Regions from separate parts of the Mus musculus genome. Here region 2 is linked to region 1. The links are chromatin contacts, called in public HiCAR-type maps. All regions are on one chromosome and are shown on one strand. The core of a region is the stretch at or near the end of the contact, and the rest is flanking DNA. Distances in the headings are between cores, read along the strand shown.

The links. HiCAR-type assays count read pairs that join an accessible place to other places.
Region 2: a contact with region 1 is called in a HiCAR-type map of astrocytes, with 4 times the contacts expected there. The contact joins the promoter of Tor1aip1 here to the promoter of Rgs16 in region 1. A contact is called at or near these places in 2 of 39 promoter capture datasets (neutrophils and pre-B cells), 2 of 115 datasets of contacts at active chromatin or transcription factors (astrocytes and thymic regulatory T cells) and 1 of 9 other capture datasets (liver).

What each region holds. Positions count from the first base shown.
Region 1 is chr1:153,737,539-153,742,901 of GRCm38.p6, reverse strand. It overlaps Rgs16 (regulator of G-protein signaling 16), which reads right to left and starts at 2,549. Exons shown (of 5, transcript NM_011267.3): 1 at 2,390-2,549; 2 at 1,929-2,039; 3 at 1,221-1,282; 4 at 773-939. The coding sequence starts at 2,433. C230024C17Rik (RIKEN cDNA C230024C17 gene) reads left to right here and starts at 5,073. Exons shown (of 3, transcript NR_046171.1): 1 at 5,073-5,363.
Region 2 is chr1:156,034,372-156,039,734 of GRCm38.p6, reverse strand. It overlaps Tor1aip1 (torsin A interacting protein 1), which reads left to right and starts at 3,255. Exons shown (of 10, transcript NM_001160018.1): 1 at 3,255-3,977. The coding sequence starts at 3,500. Tor1aip2 (torsin A interacting protein 2) reads right to left here and starts at 4,071. Exons shown (of 7, transcript NM_172843.4): 1 at 3,627-4,071.

The DNA.
Region 1 (5,363 bases), core at 1,300-3,799:
CTTCCCTCTCTCGATCCTTACAACTCTTGGCCTTGTGTGTTCTTTCACCGGCTCCCTAATTCTCACTGTGTGCTCTGTTCACATCCCTGGCTTATACTGAATTGGTTCCTGACATCTTCTCCCGTTACAATAGAGTTCCACTAGAACTCTACACTTTTCACTGCTACATCCTCTAAGATAATAAAACTTCCTTGCATGTTAAGTGATACTTATTAAATCGTTACAGAGTAAATGTAAAATAAACAGAAGCAGCCAGAAAACAAGATACAAACACACAGCATTGCTCAGGTGTGTCCACCAGGTGGCGCCACTGCTACTGTGAATAGCCTTTCAGAGGCATTGCAAAAAGAAACAAAAAACAAAAAACAAAAAAACAAAAACCTAACAAACAAACAAAAAAACAACAAAAAAAGTTCCCAAAGGGTGGACACAGATCAGAGTCAGGTTATCCAAAGCCTTTTGTTCCTCTACTTTCTTGTGCTGAGTTTTTGTTTTGTTTTGTTTTTTTAATAACGAATTTACAAATGTTGGTATGGAGAGAAGAACCCCTCCCCCCCAAAAAAATTCTTGCCGTCCCTGTGCTATATATAACACTTTGTGTTGCAAAGTTTAGTGTCCAGCCACTGACTCCCTACCCTTCTCCAACCGTGCAGACTACTGCACTGCAAAGCTAACTCTTCCCTCATTGACCTCGGTTTTCAGTTGGAAAGGAACAGACAGGGTCTGGAGGAGTCAAGGCCGGAGCCGAGTGCTGGGGCACTGGGACACTGACCTCTTTAGGGGCTTCGCTGCGGATGTACTCGTCAAAGATGTGGTGAGCCCTGGACGCCAGTTTGGTGGCTGATCGGATCTTCTTGAACTCCTCGCAGGCCAACCAGAACTCCAGGTTCTCCTCACTGAATTCCGTCTTTAGGAAGGCATGGAAGGCAGCCACCCCATCTGTGGTAAGGGGAGAAAGGAGACAGGTCAGACTAGGGGACAGCTGCGAAGAAAAGACGAAAAGACAGCAATTGGCGTTAATGGCTCTATTTTTAGAATGTAATTTTCCTGAACAAGGCTCTGTCTTTGTGTTCCGAACAGAGGCTGGCACACTGGAGGACTGGGGTTATTATTACTACTACTATTATTTGGCCCCGTGTTTTTTCAGCCTTGCTGGGACAATCTCCAAGCACATGAGCACACACGTGCCTTTCACAGACAGACAACAGGGTCCTACTTACTTTTACTGTTCAGCAGCAAATCGAAAGACTCTCTCCATCCCAGTACATCTTCTGAGAAGCTTCTGTGGGGGGGGGGGGGAGATGGGGGGAGCAGAGATTTTTAAATGAATATTTTTTAATCAACAAACAAAAGCATCCTAGGCTGAAGTTATTGGTTGTCAAAACTAACCTCTCAAGCTCCCATGAAACAGGTTATGTAAGGGGCACCTGGGCATCCAGCAACCGTTGCCAGGAACCCTTTAGTCCTCAGTCAGTATCCCTAACACCGCCTTCTTCTGTAACTAAATGGATTCTAGTCCCAAGATTCTCAACTTTGGTTTGCACACCTCTCCAATGAAGCAGGAGGCTGAGAGAGTCTCTCTATTTACTTACAACCCCAAAGCCTAGCATCACGCCTGGCGTTCCATAAAAGGTGGCTTCTAGGCAGAGTGCTCTAGACAGATGCAGACCCTGCCCTAGCCCTGTATTCGAGTGTTACAACATCCTCAGAGAAACAGGGATGCATGTCCTGCACGCGGGCATCTGCTGGGGGTGGCAAACCTGGACTCTACCACCTCCACAATGGGGCTCCGCAGCCACAGGACAGCAGTAAAGTCTCACTCAAATCTCCAGAGAGAGGTTTCGGGCACCTAGCTAGTCTGCTCCTATTTTCCCTTTCAGGCCTTCTCCCCTCTAAAGCCCCAGGGCTGGACAGACAATAGGACTTACCTCTCTTTGTTATGCTTACTGGCCCACTCGAATTTGCTAATACCCCCAGTATCGGAGCTCAGCTCTGATTTATGAAGAAAGATTCCCAGCCGCGTCTTGAACTCTTTGGCTCTGAAAGAAAAACCATCAAGGTGTAAGGATTCTGTTTGTTTGCCAGCACCGAGAAGTTGGGGAAGGAGGGCCTCCCAACTAACACCACCACCCAGAGTTCAGTCCCAAGAAACCTGGGACACTTGACCATTCCCAAGGCCCTAAGCGCTTCTCTCATTGGAGTCTTCAAGTTCTAGGCCACAAAGGCAGCACTTGGGCTATGCCCTGATAGGTCTTAACACTTTGGGGTCTTTATAGCACAACAAGTTCTGCCCGGCTGTCCCCGTTTCCCCGCGTTCCCAAGGCTGAGGGTTAGTGGATTCGGGACTTGGTCGTCCGGACTGCTAAAAAAAAAAAAAAAATCCTCTTACCTCTCCAGGCAGGTGTTGGGGAAGGTGGCTAGGGTGCGGCACATGGTTGCGGACGCAGGACAGCACGTCGTGGAGAGGATGGTGGCGGACCGGAGGGCGAAGAGGGAAAAGCGAGTAGCAAGTACCAGGCTGCGCAGAAGAGGTCTGGAGAGCGGCACGCGCCGGGCCGGTGGCTACTAAGGCTTTTATCCCCGTGGGGCGGGGCGGGGACGAACGTCGCCGACCAATAAGAGAGTGGGGCTGGGCGTTGGGAGGGAGGAGGCAGCGAGGGGAGTCTGAAGGGGTGGGGCACGACTGGTAGCCCCCAGGGCCTCATCTCAAGCGCACGGGGCTGTCCCCACCCCCAAGGTCGGAGACTTGGGGTGCCAGGAGAAGAGGAAGGCTTGAAGACCAGACATACGCCGAGAGAGAGAGAGAGAGAGAGAGAGAGAGAGAGAGAGAGAGAGAGAGAGAGAGAGAGAGAGACGCCGACCTCTAGTAAAAGCAGGAAAACAATTCAAAAGTGACAGGAGAGGTTTGGTAGGGGGTGGAGAGTTCACGGAGGACAGGCGCATGGGGTGCATTCCAAGAAAAAGTACATCACCACTATACTGCACTCTCTCTCAGGTCAGAACAGGTACCATCCCATGGTCTTCGAAGGTGACGGGAGCCAAGTGAGCTATTCGCCCCCACGGTCATTACCTCCACTTTGAGATGAAGGATCAGAAGATCAGAAAACTAGCGATTTGGCCAAGATCAGCAGGCATGGGCGGAAACATTTACTTAACACAATTATAGCAGAAATCTCTGCAACCGTGCTTAATTGCTCTAATGCTCTATAGTTATAGGGTAAGTCTTGGTGCCTCAATCCAGCTTTGAATTTACCATGTTGCTCCTGCTGGAAAGCAACAGTAACAACAGCTCTGTAACCGGTAAGTGATCCTGAGGCTAAGCAACTGCTTAGTTCCCCTCCTCATCCTGCCTTAAAGGTGCCATTGTCTTCCCGGCTGGCCCTCGGGAGCTCCCTTCGAGATTGCTACTAAGAAGCAGCAGGTAAGGTTAAGGGTAGATAGTTATGGAGTTTCAAATCATGTTTCTGCTGTATAATTATGAGAGACCTTAGAGACTCCATCTTTCCATTTCTTTGTGTCTGGGGTTTAGACATCACCATACTTATTTCATAAGGTGTGGTGGGGACTGAAGACCTTTTTGGAGAGCTGGACTTCCCCAGGGAGCATTCTGTAGGGGTAGCAGGCATGCTAGGGATAATTCTCAGAAACGAACTGAGAGAAGAGCAGAGCAGTTATGCTGCACACAGAGACCCCACCCCACGCCCAGAGGGTCTTCAAGGATGTTCTAGAGTTGTGTAGACCTTTGCAAGTGTCTACTTCTGGAGCTGAGCAGGCCTTAGCATTACCCATTTATTGGACTCTGCTGTGCTGAGATGCCTGACCTGGCTCCAGGTGATGTCTCTGTCAAGAGCAACTCCCAGAGCCTATAACAGAGACCATACCACACTGGTGGTGGCCAGGATAGGGGATCTGGGTGGCATGCCAAAGGACCCGCATCTATATACAAGGCGCTTGGAACAAGACTTGGCACACAATCAAACAGATTGGCAAACAGATAGACTGGAAATCTATGCTGTATGGAATTCTATGCAGTAAGGAAAACAATGTTTTGTCACTTTCAGGATACAGAATTCCATCTCCTAGGGGGCTTCTCCAGCAGTAAGGACTGCTCTATGCTCTGTGAAGTAAAAGGTCGGGAAAGGAAGATGGGAGGGAGTGGGAAGGAGGAAAGGAAAGGGAGGCGAGGAAGGAGGCTGGAGATGCAGCTCAGTGGTCTTGTCTAGAGAAAGGGCACTTGAGAATGTGCATGCACAGAGAGAGAAGGAGGAGGAGGAAGAGGAAGAAGAGGAAGAAGAAGAGATCAAAATGCCTGGATTATATAGAGAAGAGGCATTGGGGGAAGGGCAGCCCAGCCCCTGGGCTGAAAGTTCAGGGTTAGGGGCAGGGTATGCCAGGTGAGACTGAGGGATGCTGGGAGAACCTAGAGGCCAGGTCTGCTTTGATATGAAAAATTTGCACCTCAGTCCCTTGTGCCTGTCCAGTCCAGTCCGAAACCAAACATCTGGAACAATAGTTCAGGTAGACTCCCCTCACTGAGCCAGACCCTATGAAGGGTGACCCAGTTAGTCAACCTGATCCACTGTTCCCAAACTCCCACATTCTCAAGGCAGAACCAAGGCAGAGAGGACAGGGCACATTCCTGGACACACTTCTACCTCAGGTGCAGTGAACACCAAATCCACATGCCCGTCTTGCCAAGCTCAGCTCTTGAGAGCTTCCTACCTCACAGCCCGAGGGCTAGACTGGGGCTGAGCAGAGACGTGTGGGCACTCGGTGGGTGGATGCCTTGTTGGGCGGCTGTGTATCTCAAGTCTCCATCTACATGGAGCAGCCAGCCAGCCCACCAGAGGTGCTCAGCTGAGCTGAAGGTTTTCCTTTGCCTGGTGCTCCTCATACCCACAGACACACTTTTGTCACACAGCTGCCAGGCACAGATGTGGGTGTTATCCATGGCACAGCCGTTCTCCATGTGACACGGATGGATCATACCCGACGCTCTTGCCCATTTTGGAATCAACCCAGAGTCACGTGACAAGAATACTGCATTCTGCAGAGGATCCTCTCAAACCTCCCTGCCCATTCTGCATCCTTGTGGGGTCTTTAAGGAGGTTTGAAATTTCTATTTGGCAGGCAACAAAATAGCAGTGCCCAAGGTGTTTTTCATTAAATACATCCAGGCTGAAGCCAGGGCTGCCGCCAGATTCCTGGGCTAGTATGTTCTATTTGACAAAGCAAAGGAAGACAAAGGAATTGATACAACCGCAACCGCACTGACAGGCAGATCCAGAGAGCTCACAGCTCCCTGCTGAGGATGAAGAGCCCTCCTCTGAGTTCAACTTGCCTCCCAGTTGCCATGGTTACCT
Region 2 (5,363 bases), core at 2,006-4,505, 2.3 Mb before region 1:
TGGCTGGCCTGGAGCTAACTGTAAGACCAGGCTGTTTCTACCTTCCAAGTGCTAGAATTCAAGGTATTTACAAAGTGTCATTTTGTTTTGATTTTTGGAGACAGGGTTTCTCCATGTAGCCCTGACTGTCCTGGAATTCACTTTGTAGACCAGGCTGGCCTTATATTCACAGAGATTAGCCTCCTGATTGCTGAGATTAAAGGATTGTACCACCAGTATGGTTTACACAACACCGGGCTAAAACTCACATTTTGGTGCTTGTCACCTGAGCTATGCATTCCAAGAATTTCCTCCTTTCCTTATTAACAATTTTGTCCTTTGCTACAAAAGCCATAATCCCCATAGTATTTCCTTGCCCAATCAGAATCATGATTATGCAGCCGGGCATTGGTAGCACAGGCCTTTAATCCCAGCACTCAGGAGGCAGAGGCAGATCTCTGTTTGAGGCTAGTCTGGTTTACAGAGCCAGAGCTACACAGAGGAACCCTATTTCCAAAAACCAAAAGATTTTTAAAAAAGTGATTATGCATAATAAACCAATATTTTACTTATATGTGTATAGTGCAGCTATGGGAGTTAATGTGAACCATGCTCTTGGTGTTTACGGAGGCCAGTGGAGGGCATCAGGTCACCTACAGCTGGGCTACAAGCTATTGAGGCGCCATGTGGGTGCTGGGAACAGCAAGGACAGTAAGTACTCTTAAGACTTAGGCAGCCAGGCTTGGTGGTGCACGCCTTTAATCCCAGCACTCGGGAGGCAGAGGCAGGCGGATTTCTGAGTTCGAGGCCAGCCTGGTCTACAAAGTGAGTTCCAGGACAGCCAGGGCTATACAGAGAAACCCTGTCTCGAAAAGCCAAAAAAAAAAAAAAAAAAAAAAAAAAAAGAGAGAGAGAGACTTAGGTAATCCACCCTCCTCGATCTTTCAATAATTAAGAAATATTTTTAAGTGTTTTGCCAGGCATGGTGACAGTGACATATATCTGTAATCCTAGCACTTGGGAGGTTAGAGCAAGAGAATCAGGAGGTCTAGGCTAGCCTCAGTTATATAGTGAGTTCTAGGCCGGTCTGGGCTACATTAGTCCCTGTTTTGAAAAGCCCTCCCCAATAAAATACTTTCATTTAAAATTGCTGAAGAGTACTGACTGTTCTTACAGAGGATGGAGGTTTGATTCTCAGCACTCACATGGTGGCTAACAACTGTGTAACTCCAATTCCAGGGTCAAATGCCCTCCTCTGGCCTCCATTGGCACTAGGCATACTTGGTATACAGGCATACATGCAGGCAAAACACCTATACACAATTTTCTTTTTAATGTAAAAGTTGCTTAATTTAGAGAGCCAATATAAAGAACACAGGATTTCTAGAAATAATTTTGTCAGATACACATACCAGTTAATACCAGTTTATTTTTGTGCATCTGTCTTCTCTAACATATGGCAAATTCTCTAAGTAAAACTCTTCATTCTTCCACATTTTTCTAGTTCCCAAAGAAACTGTTTTAAGTTCAAAGCTCAGATCGTCACACTCATGGCCCAGAAAGATCTCTTATAATACTGGAAATGAATCTACTGTCTATAATAATCTTTTAGAATATATTCAAGGCTGGCTCAAAAGAGGTTGGAAAACACCTACAGCAGAATATCTGGTTTGACAAGAATTTGGCTTTAACTCATAGTAATCCAAGTTTGTTTTTTGCAAAGTTGTTAGGTGTGGGTGACAGCTTCTAAAGATGACACATACCTATGACCTAGGCAAGAGGGAAAAATCCTAAGCAAATCTATGTTAAATGCGAAGTTAACTGCCTCTAAACTTTAACATCCTTATTTTTTCTTTGAAAAAGCCACTCATAAAACTACTTTATAAGTACTTTTAATTACAAAACAAAGCACATGCCAATTATCCAATAATCTTTGTAACCTCTCATTTTCTCTGATTGACCAATTATGTATAGAACCTCTTCACTTTCTTTTTCATGTATCCTTCAAACCAGAGTTTAACAAGCCAGCACCCAGGTGTCTTTAGTCATCTGTTGCACACACTGCCTTATGAGCTTAGAATATAAACACTACAAAAATTTATATCCTTTCACTGCTGTACATCTATTAAAGAATTTTTGTGATTGTTGACTGTGTAAATAGGCACTTTACAAACAAAGCATTACTGGAAAAGACACAAGCCAAACATTACCAAGTTATCAGTACTTCTCAGCGTTTTGTAGAAAAAAAAAAGCCACACCCAGTTTTCAGGCTACCACGAATGAGTATCACTTTCGTTTTTCCTTAAGTTTTGTTTTCTAAAAAAGTGCTACCAAGTGTGGTGGCCCACACCCTTAATCCTAGCGTTTGGGGAGCAGCGGCAGGTTGATCTCTGTGAGGCTGAGGCCAGTCTAGTCTACAGTTCCAGGACAGGCAGAGATCACCCTCCCTCCCTCCTTTCACTCACTTACACACACACACACACACACACACACATCTTTAAAAAAAGGGCAGCTGTCTCCTTATGGCTCCCCTTCTTTGTAGTTAATAAACAATGCTAAATGAAGCTCCAAACATGACTCTTGAGTCATCTGTGTTGCTGACCAAATTTATAGACTATTTGTGAAAATTCTAGTAACTGGGAATTTGTCTAAGTTTGAGTAACAACTTAAGGTCATTATTTAAAATACTGGAAAAAGGCAAATACTTTTAAGTTTTTTTTCAAAATCACTGTTATGTGGCTTCCAAATAAAAACTCAAAATCGATTTTTTTTTTTTTTAGGGCTAGGGTATAGCTTATTGGTATACCATTCACGTGAAAATTCAAGAATATGGTTGATATGGCTACGACTCAAAAATGGAAACACACCCCAAGAGTGTAACTAAACACAATTTTAAAGGGTCAACAGGTGAATAAAAATTTTAAACTGGGTAAAAGCAATTTCATAAAGGTCCATGAAACTATAATTTTCGCCATAAGATGACATGCAGAATTGCCTTTCTGATCATTTCTCCTCCCAGGGACATTTGAAAAGGAGTGGCCAAAGTAGCAGGGGAACTGCGCAACAGCTTGGGATCAAGGACTGAAACTTGCCCTTTCCCAAAGCCTCTGGGAGCCAGGACCAGCGCCCCCGGTGGTGGGCAACTGGCCATCAGCAGCTTGGCACAGGCCACTTGTCCTACCACCTCCTGGTCGCCCCCACCTTTCCCTCCAAGGCCAAGGACAGAGACGTCCTCCTCCCCCTTCTCCTCCTCTTTGGTGCCTTCAGCCAGGAGGCGGGAGTGACCCGCAGCAGCTGACCCAGCTCGGGCACTGCCTCTCCGACAGCCCTCAGGACACACCATGGGCCTGGAGGCTGGTTGGTGGCACACGAGCGAGGACGCAGGCGGCGGCCCCGGCGACTCTCAACTGCCTCCCTGACCACTGCGACAACCTCCCCGAAGCCATCGCCACTACCCGCAGCGGAATCTATCTGCGGCCAATCTATCGCCACGAACCGACTACCAGCTACGTAAACAACTATGGCGGGAGAAAGGTGGCAGGCCGAGGGGCCCGGAGAAGGTTGGGCCATCTACGTCACACCCAGAGCCCCCATCCGGGAGGGAAGGCGGAGGCTCGACCCGCGAAATGGCGACAGCAGTGACGCGCCTGCGTACGGAGCTCACCCGTCGCGCCGCGGACGACGGGAAGTGAGGTTTTCAGAGGAGCCGGCAGAAGTGTACGGCGACTTCGAGCCCCGGGCGGCCAAAGAAAGGTCTCCGGGGGGGAGACGAACCCCGCCAGAAAAGTTCCGGCCGGCTTCTGCGGGAGAGGAAGTGAGAGAAAGCGCTTACAACCTTCGCTCTCGACCACGGAGGCAGCGGCGAGCCCAGGAAGCCGAGGAGATGAAGACGCGGAGGTCTGCTCGCCTTGAGCAGCACTCACAGCAGCCGCAGCTGTCTCCGGCCACGAGCGGCCGAGGGTTACGGGACTCTCCGTCCTCCAGTGAGGACCGCGAAGGTAACAGTCTCGGCTGCGGGCTCGGGAGCGCGCGCGGCGGCGGGCACGCGGCGGCAGGCGCGCCCCCGTGGAGGCCGGCCCCGCTCCGGCCCCGCCTGGGTCCTGGTGATTTCTGCGGCCCTTTGGGCGCGCACTCCCGGATTGAGTCCACCCGGACCCTCAAGAGGGAAGGACGCAGTGGGCCGCGCGGGAAGGTGGTGGTGCGAAGTGACCCGAGCGGAGGCGGGCAGCTCTGCCTAGTCCTGGAGCTTCAGTTTGGGGGGTCTAGGTCTCCTCTTTCTGTAGGCTTTTGCTAGAGGTCGGCGGCTAAGCCATTGTCGGAGCCCCAAACTACTCTGCGCTCGGTTTCATTTCCGTCCTCTGAAGTTTCTACTGAAGCCACTTCCATTTCCTTTTTTTTTTTTTTTTTTTTTTTTTTAAATCTCGGGGGCCCCAAGTCCCCAGCTGAAAATCCTGTTTTTAAGTTAACTTTCCAGTCGGTTTCTTTCGTTTTTTTTTTTTTTCACCAAGATTGGGAAAACGAGATCATTTCTAGGCGGATGCTACGAGGAGTAGCTGACTTTAATGAATGGGTTGGTGACATTACTCCAAATACAGAGTCTGGTCTCTGCCAGACTTTCCCCCCAGATTGGAGGCCATCACGGTAATCTTAAGTAGCTAAACAAGTCAAGACTGACAAACTACTGAAACAAAACAAGGTTCTATTTATTAGTAAAGCTTATATATGAAGCCCCAGATGCCAACAGGGTGTGTACTATAGTTTTAGTTAAGTCACACAGATGAACCAAATTCTTCAAGCCATCCTCTTATTCCCTGCACTCGGATATAACTGAGTCACAGGTGGTTCCAGTAAGCCCCATGTCAGTCACCTAATTATGAGGTAAAATTCTGAGGGTTAGAGTCACAGTGGGATGGCCTCCCTAATACATTTGATGCATCTGAACAGGAGTGGATTTAAAGCTTAGAGCACAGTAAACTGGCTTGCAGATTTACCTACTTGCCCTTAAAGTCCTGACACACTTGAAGATCTGTTCATTTGGGAAACTTTATGCTAGAGATGTGCATGCTCTTTTGGATGTAAGGAGACAGTTTATTTGCTTATACATGTCAGCATTTCTTTTAAGATGGCAAAGTTGGGAGAAAAAAAAAGGAACCTGTCACGCATGTATGCCTGGTCGAAATTTAGGTACTTGTGTTAATTCTGTCTCAGAAACTGAGACAGTGTTTGCACATGGGAGGCAATGTAACTGTTACTTTTTATTGACTTTCCCACAGAGCCTCCTGCACCTAAATTCAGTTTACCTTTTATACATTTTTAGAGGATTTAAACATTTCTTTTACCTGACTCTTGAACCTACCTTTTAATTTTTTATATTTTCTTTATTT